Linked DNA regions of Zea mays: region 2 is linked to region 1. A link is a contact called in public Hi-C data. All regions are on one chromosome and are shown on one strand. The core of a region is the stretch at or near the end of the contact, and the rest is flanking DNA. Distances in the headings are between cores, read along the strand shown.

Region 1 (2,811 bases), core at 223-2,722:
TGGGCGTCGGGACAGTGGGCGGCGGGACGGCGACGGGCGGCAACGACGCGGCTGGTTGAGACGGCGGCGACCGCGACGGGCAGAGAGAAAGGAGCGCGCGTGAAAATGAAACCGCGCGCGGGGCTGGGTCCGCGTTAAAACTCCTTATCTCCGATGGCTATGGACGCGGTCGTCGGACGTAAGGTTATGTCCGACGGTTACGCTGACAGCCGTCGGACATAAGCTTCTATTTCCGAGAGCCTGAGGTGGCCGTCGGACATAACCTTACGTCCGACGGCTGCCTATGCAAAGTGATTGACATTGATACATTGTGATAAATTATTATTGTCATCGCGTGACTGTCGGAGATGACGTGACCGTCGGATGTTTGTTATTTTACTGTAGTGATTGACATTGATACATTGTGATAAATTATTATTGTCATCGCAAAGTGATTTACATGCTTTTGGATATAATGTGTTGGGGCGAAGGCGAAGACGCTACCCTTCGCTCGATGCCTTCGTCGCCTCGCTACACCAACGAAGACCACGCCCGAGCGGTCTCCCTTCGTCCTCTCCCTTGCAAGACGAAGGCAAGACTCCAACGAAGTCTGCTAGTCCCACGTCTTCATCGCGTCCGGAGGCTCATGTGGGATTCGGCCCACTTTAACTGGCCCCGCACGTATGAGCGTGTTATGGGCCTCATCTGTAATAGTCTTTCCTGTAATGACGATCTGTAACCTCCCCATGTGGGAATATTCTGGGGATAGTCCGGGTACCCAAGGGCATAAATGTCCTTACCAGAGGACAGTGGACCCTCGGGTATCTATAAATACACCCGTACAGTGCCCTTGAGAGGCTAGATCAACGGAGCTATTATCATTCCCCATTGAACCTTACAAACACTCCCTCCACTCACCCATTGGATCCACTTGCCCGAAAAAGCAAGTACCAACATAATGTATGTGTACGAATATATGATTTTGATTCATACATGTGTGTTAACATGTGTTTTGATATTATTGTAACATAATCGAGTGGTGTTGCATGGATTAACCCCGAGTCAAGCCGTGAACTTGTGCTCGTACACGGCTGTGTGTGTTCTTGACGTGCAGGTGATGATCGAGGTAAAGCATGCATGGTCGACGGCTGCGATGGAACTAGTTTTCGATACAAAGTTTATGGAGCAACCGAGGTACGAAAACTAGGTTCCGGGGCTAAGATCCTTATTCGGGGAAGCTGTGTGGGCCTTGTGTATCATGTTTGTGTACGTTGAAGACGTGCACGGAATAACGTATTTGAGATATATCGAAAATATCTTAAATGGATAAAGGAATTGGAAAATAAAATAAAAGAAGGGAAAATATAGCATGCACGTGCATGCACTTGGCTTGCGGCCTGGAAATTGGGCAATGGGGCATGCCGCATGCGTTAGCGTGTATGCGTGCGGCTCACGTGAGTATGCAGCTGTGCGTATGGCCGAGGTCGGTCTAATACAGGAGTGTGGTCGAGCGACCCACGGCAGAAATTTCAGATGTGTCCAAGTTGTTGAAGTCCGGAGACGAGATAGAATAGGCCGGCAGGCCCAAGCGGTTGCTCGGTGGGCGTGGTCATCTGGATCAGATGAGGGCCAGCTGGTCCATAAAAATCGAAGACCTGTCTTTCTATTTTTCAGAACAGAGAATGGGATTATAAAGATTTTAGACTCTAGGTTAGATTTATTGGTGAAATTGACGAGTTTTGGAGAGATCAAGGGAGAACTATCTGGTGCTTTGGAGGAGCACTTTGTGTGCAGAATCTTGGTGATATTATGCAAGATTAGTACGGTAATATTATTTATCTCTATTTGTTGACATTGCATTCTTGGTTTTGATTCTAGATTGAATCTTTGTTTTCAATTGTTCTTGATATTTTGATTCATCTAGATCATTACTAAGGCATCGAGGGTTATATAGCAAGTTTATGGATTAGAAAAGCACTATAATATAAATTTAACTTCGTCCTTACCGATCTAGTCGAAAAACTTAATATCATAGAACTATCCTATCAACCTAGCCAAGAAGCCAGATAATAGATCTAGGGGATCCATACAAAACTTCTTGCGGAGTGAGGATAAGATAGAGAATGGGGCATCTTTAATAGCTTTGAAAGGGTTTCTTCTAGCAAGTTTCGCTTCACGTTCTGCAATCTTAACTTGATCATTTTGTAGTGCTTCTGACCAAAACCTTCTGATAGACCAAAAATTAGACTAAGAAGAGTTGAAGATAAAAGAGACAAGTTTTGATATAAAGTAAGTTTTAATGGAGGAAAATAGACCATGTTTTTAAAGACTAACTGGACTTTCCATTTCTAACTAATCTAGCGACCTAGGTTATATGCCCATGTGTTCTCTAATGAAATTAAAAGATGGTTATTTGTTCATTATTTTTTGCTTGAAAATCCACTTAAGGCATATAACCTAGCTCTTCATAAATAGGTGTTTAATAATATAATTATGATCTTTTCACATAAAAATATGTTTAAGTTGTCTATTAGCTTTTCATAAAATTATTATTTAATATTGTGTTTCATAACTCATTAACCTTAGATATATTATATATCTTTTCTAAAAAGAATTAATAATGTTTAATAATGTGTTTTATAATGCTTCATAAATAAGTGTTTAATAAATGTGTTTTATAATCTTTTAGCCCATAGCCTTAGTTATTCTATATAACTTTTCTAAAAAAAGATTAAAATGGTTCACCAAACGTTCATAAAATTATAGCTAAGTTATTTTCACGCTTATGTCTTGTTTTATATATATTTCAAAAAGAATGTCTTTTTGTTATAA
Region 2 (2,811 bases), core at 169-2,668, 140 kb before region 1:
AATGGTTGGTTCCCAAAAATCTTCATTGGTCTTCTCAGGTTAGTACACGTCTGACTTTTTAATTTGCGTTTATTATTCTCATTATGCACCCAAAGAAACATCCAACGATTTGTGATGATATTACATGGGCTCATCACACGTTTATGTGCATGAACCTGCGCTTGTGTTGCCAGCATGACTCACAAAAACATGTTTTTGTGCTTTTTAGTTTTTGTGACTAGAAGGCTGTAGTTCAGTGTACAACCGTACATGGCTTTCTTTTGATGGATGTAATATTTTTCATATTCTTTTGCATTTCAACTTTATTGTGATTTTCTGTTGCATGGCCTCTCAGTATAGAACTGTCGAACTATAATCCTTCCAAAATCATACTATTACCAAAAAGCTAAAAATGATATGTTTGATCCAGCAATGTTCTGTCTCCGTATTCCCTGTCATGGTGCACTCATTAAAACTGCAGCCCACTTTTACTTTTTACATCTGAAGAATATGATTAAGAATCTGGTTTTACTTGATTCTTGACTTGTAGATACATTTTTCTTTGTATGAGACCCCACAAACTGCGGCGACCCTGACCCGGCCACCACGCCGCCATACCCTCACAGTACTTGCATTTGTTTCATAGAAACAATCTACCGTTCCTCGCAAGATGGAAGTTTATTTTGTATTGTAAGGTTAACCTTCATTTATTTTTTTTAAATGGTGAAATTCTGGAATCAATAGTATGTGTTTGTTTGATTTGGAGTCATATGGATTATTTTTAGGCGTATTGTGTGTCTGGGGTTTGCGTTTTTTTGTTTAGTAGCATAGATGTAATTCTGTTATTTGGTGGGTCTCATCCTCCCTTTAGAGGAAAGCTTGTACTTCGGATATTCTTTTCTTTCTTATAAATACAAAGATTTACGACTCTATTGCAAGTTAGAGGTAAAAATAGTGTGTTTGTGCAAGCTCAAATCTTTTCTTATAACAGTATAACACACATTTGTATATAAGTTATTGTGGTATTATATGTTTCCGTTGCAACGCACGGGCACTCACCTAGTATCCTAATAATTTTTTTTGAAATAAACAGACAAACTTTGAACATAATTATCTCCCACTAGCCAAACACAATACACCACCCCAAACATTTGTAGTCCTTTAACTTACGCACTAAGATCCATGGATAACCACATGTTCTGAATTAACGATTTCCAGCTACAAATTTCTGGAGGCAGCCGCGGGGCGAGGGCGATGATGGCTGAGGCTGGGCATGGCCCACGGTGCGGATGTCCATATTGGACCCTTAATAGCAGAGATTAGAGTTTACACACATCAACAAGAGTGCCGAGTTGACAATTCCACGACCCATGCGTGCATGCGAGAAGGACGGGGATAGCCATCGAGAAGAGAATCCTTTTTCTACTGCGCTGCGTAGGCAGACGGCAGCAGTCTGGGCGCGGGCCGGACCATCAACGGCACGGCGCGCTGCAGGGTGAGCCCGTAGGCCTCCTCCATGTCCAGCTTTTCGGCGGTGACGCCATCGGCGAGATCCCATTCGAGCGCGTGCACCAGCGTGGCCGTCATGAGCGTGACCATGCGCAGGCCCCAGCTGAGGCCCGCGCAGATCCTCCGGCCGGCGCCGAACGGGATGAGCTCGAAGTCGCTGCCTTTGACGTCGACGCCCGCGTGCGAGCCGCCCGGGAGGAAGCGCGCGGGCCGGAACTGGAGCGGCTCGGGCCACGCCTCCGGGTCGCGGGCGATCGCCCACACGTTCACCAGCAGCGTGGTGCCGGCGGGGATGCGGAACCCGTCCACCTCGCACTCCTCGGCGGCGACGCGGGGCAGCGACAGCGGCGTGGACGGGTGCAGCCGGAACGTCTCCTTGATCACCGCCGTGAGGTACGTGAGGCGCGGGAGGTCCGACTCGGACACCAGGCGGTCGCGGCCGACGACGGCGTCGAGCTCCTGCTGCGCCTTCCTGAGCACGTCCGGATGCCGGATCAGCTCGGCCAGCGCCCACTCCACCGTGCTGGATGTCGTGTCCGTCCCAGCCGTGAAGAGGTTCTGTTTGTGTCCATATATATTACACTAGGTCTATGTCCGTGCGTTGCCACGGAAAACACATGAAATCGTTATATATGTGGTACCGCAAATCAAACAAAGTGAAAAACATGAAATATTTATACACACGATATTATAAATAAAACAACATATCATAGCAACAGTGAGAGATCCATCCATGCCACAAACGAGCATAGGAGAGAGCTGGAGTGTGCCTTTTCATCACCTTCTTGACACTGGCAGCAGCTACTAATAAACGACTACTAATTAACTACTACTACTATTATTTATGCCTACTACTCACTCACTTACTATCATATACTTATCATAGGCCTAAGAGCTAAAAAACAAACTGGACTTGTTTCTTCTCTGTTGTTGTCTTCACTGTCCCCTCCTTCTCCCACTCTGAAGAAGATTACACCTCTCCAAAGGTATTTCTTTTTTCTTTATCAAAGCTTCTCTATGCTCGGTTGATGGGGCCGGCCATCATGTAGCCATATTAGTAGTCCCCTGCGCACAACAGCCCGTTAACACACAGATTATGACCATCATGATTCAGGATCTATGCTGGCATATACATGCATCATGGTCATGGGAGCAGCAGCTAGCTTATTATTAATGGTTACAGCACTATCAGAAAGACAGGCACAAGGAAGGTTGTTGTTGACACTTACTCCCAGATTAGAGGAATGGAGGGGGGCCCTCCCCCTTTTTTGCTCTGTGCACCTCACACATCATAGCCCAATGGCTTCATGCCCAGGAGAAAAC

The links. Hi-C and Micro-C count contacts between places; a contact is called where the count stands out from the background.
Region 2: a Hi-C map of leaf shows a contact between it and region 1, with 4 times the contacts expected there. The contact joins two enhancer-like sites.

The regions. Positions count from the first base shown.
Region 1 is chr4:135,360,804-135,363,614 of Zm-B73-REFERENCE-NAM-5.0, forward strand. No RefSeq gene overlaps it. Among protein-coding and RNA genes, the nearest start is that of LOC103653708, 55 kb to the right of the region's middle. Within about 2 kb of position 1,473, at least 16 of the 20 cell types and tissues checked have an H3K27ac peak or open chromatin away from gene starts, as enhancers often do. A contact at or near this core is called in leaf, where this site is marked.
Region 2 is chr4:135,221,148-135,223,958 of Zm-B73-REFERENCE-NAM-5.0, forward strand. It overlaps LOC103653707 (flavonoid 3'-monooxygenase CYP75B3), which reads right to left. Exons shown (of 2, transcript XM_008680536.4): 2 at 1,157-2,046. The coding sequence ends at 1,402. LOC103653706 (zinc finger CCCH domain-containing protein 53) reads right to left here. Exons shown (of 13, transcript XM_035967329.1): 12 at 2,718-2,811; 13 at 2,146-2,553. The coding sequence ends at 2,778. Among protein-coding and RNA genes, the nearest start is that of LOC103653706, 8.6 kb to the right of the region's middle. Within about 2 kb of position 1,419, at least 11 of the 20 cell types and tissues checked have an H3K27ac peak or open chromatin away from gene starts, as enhancers often do. A contact at or near this core is called in leaf, where this site is marked.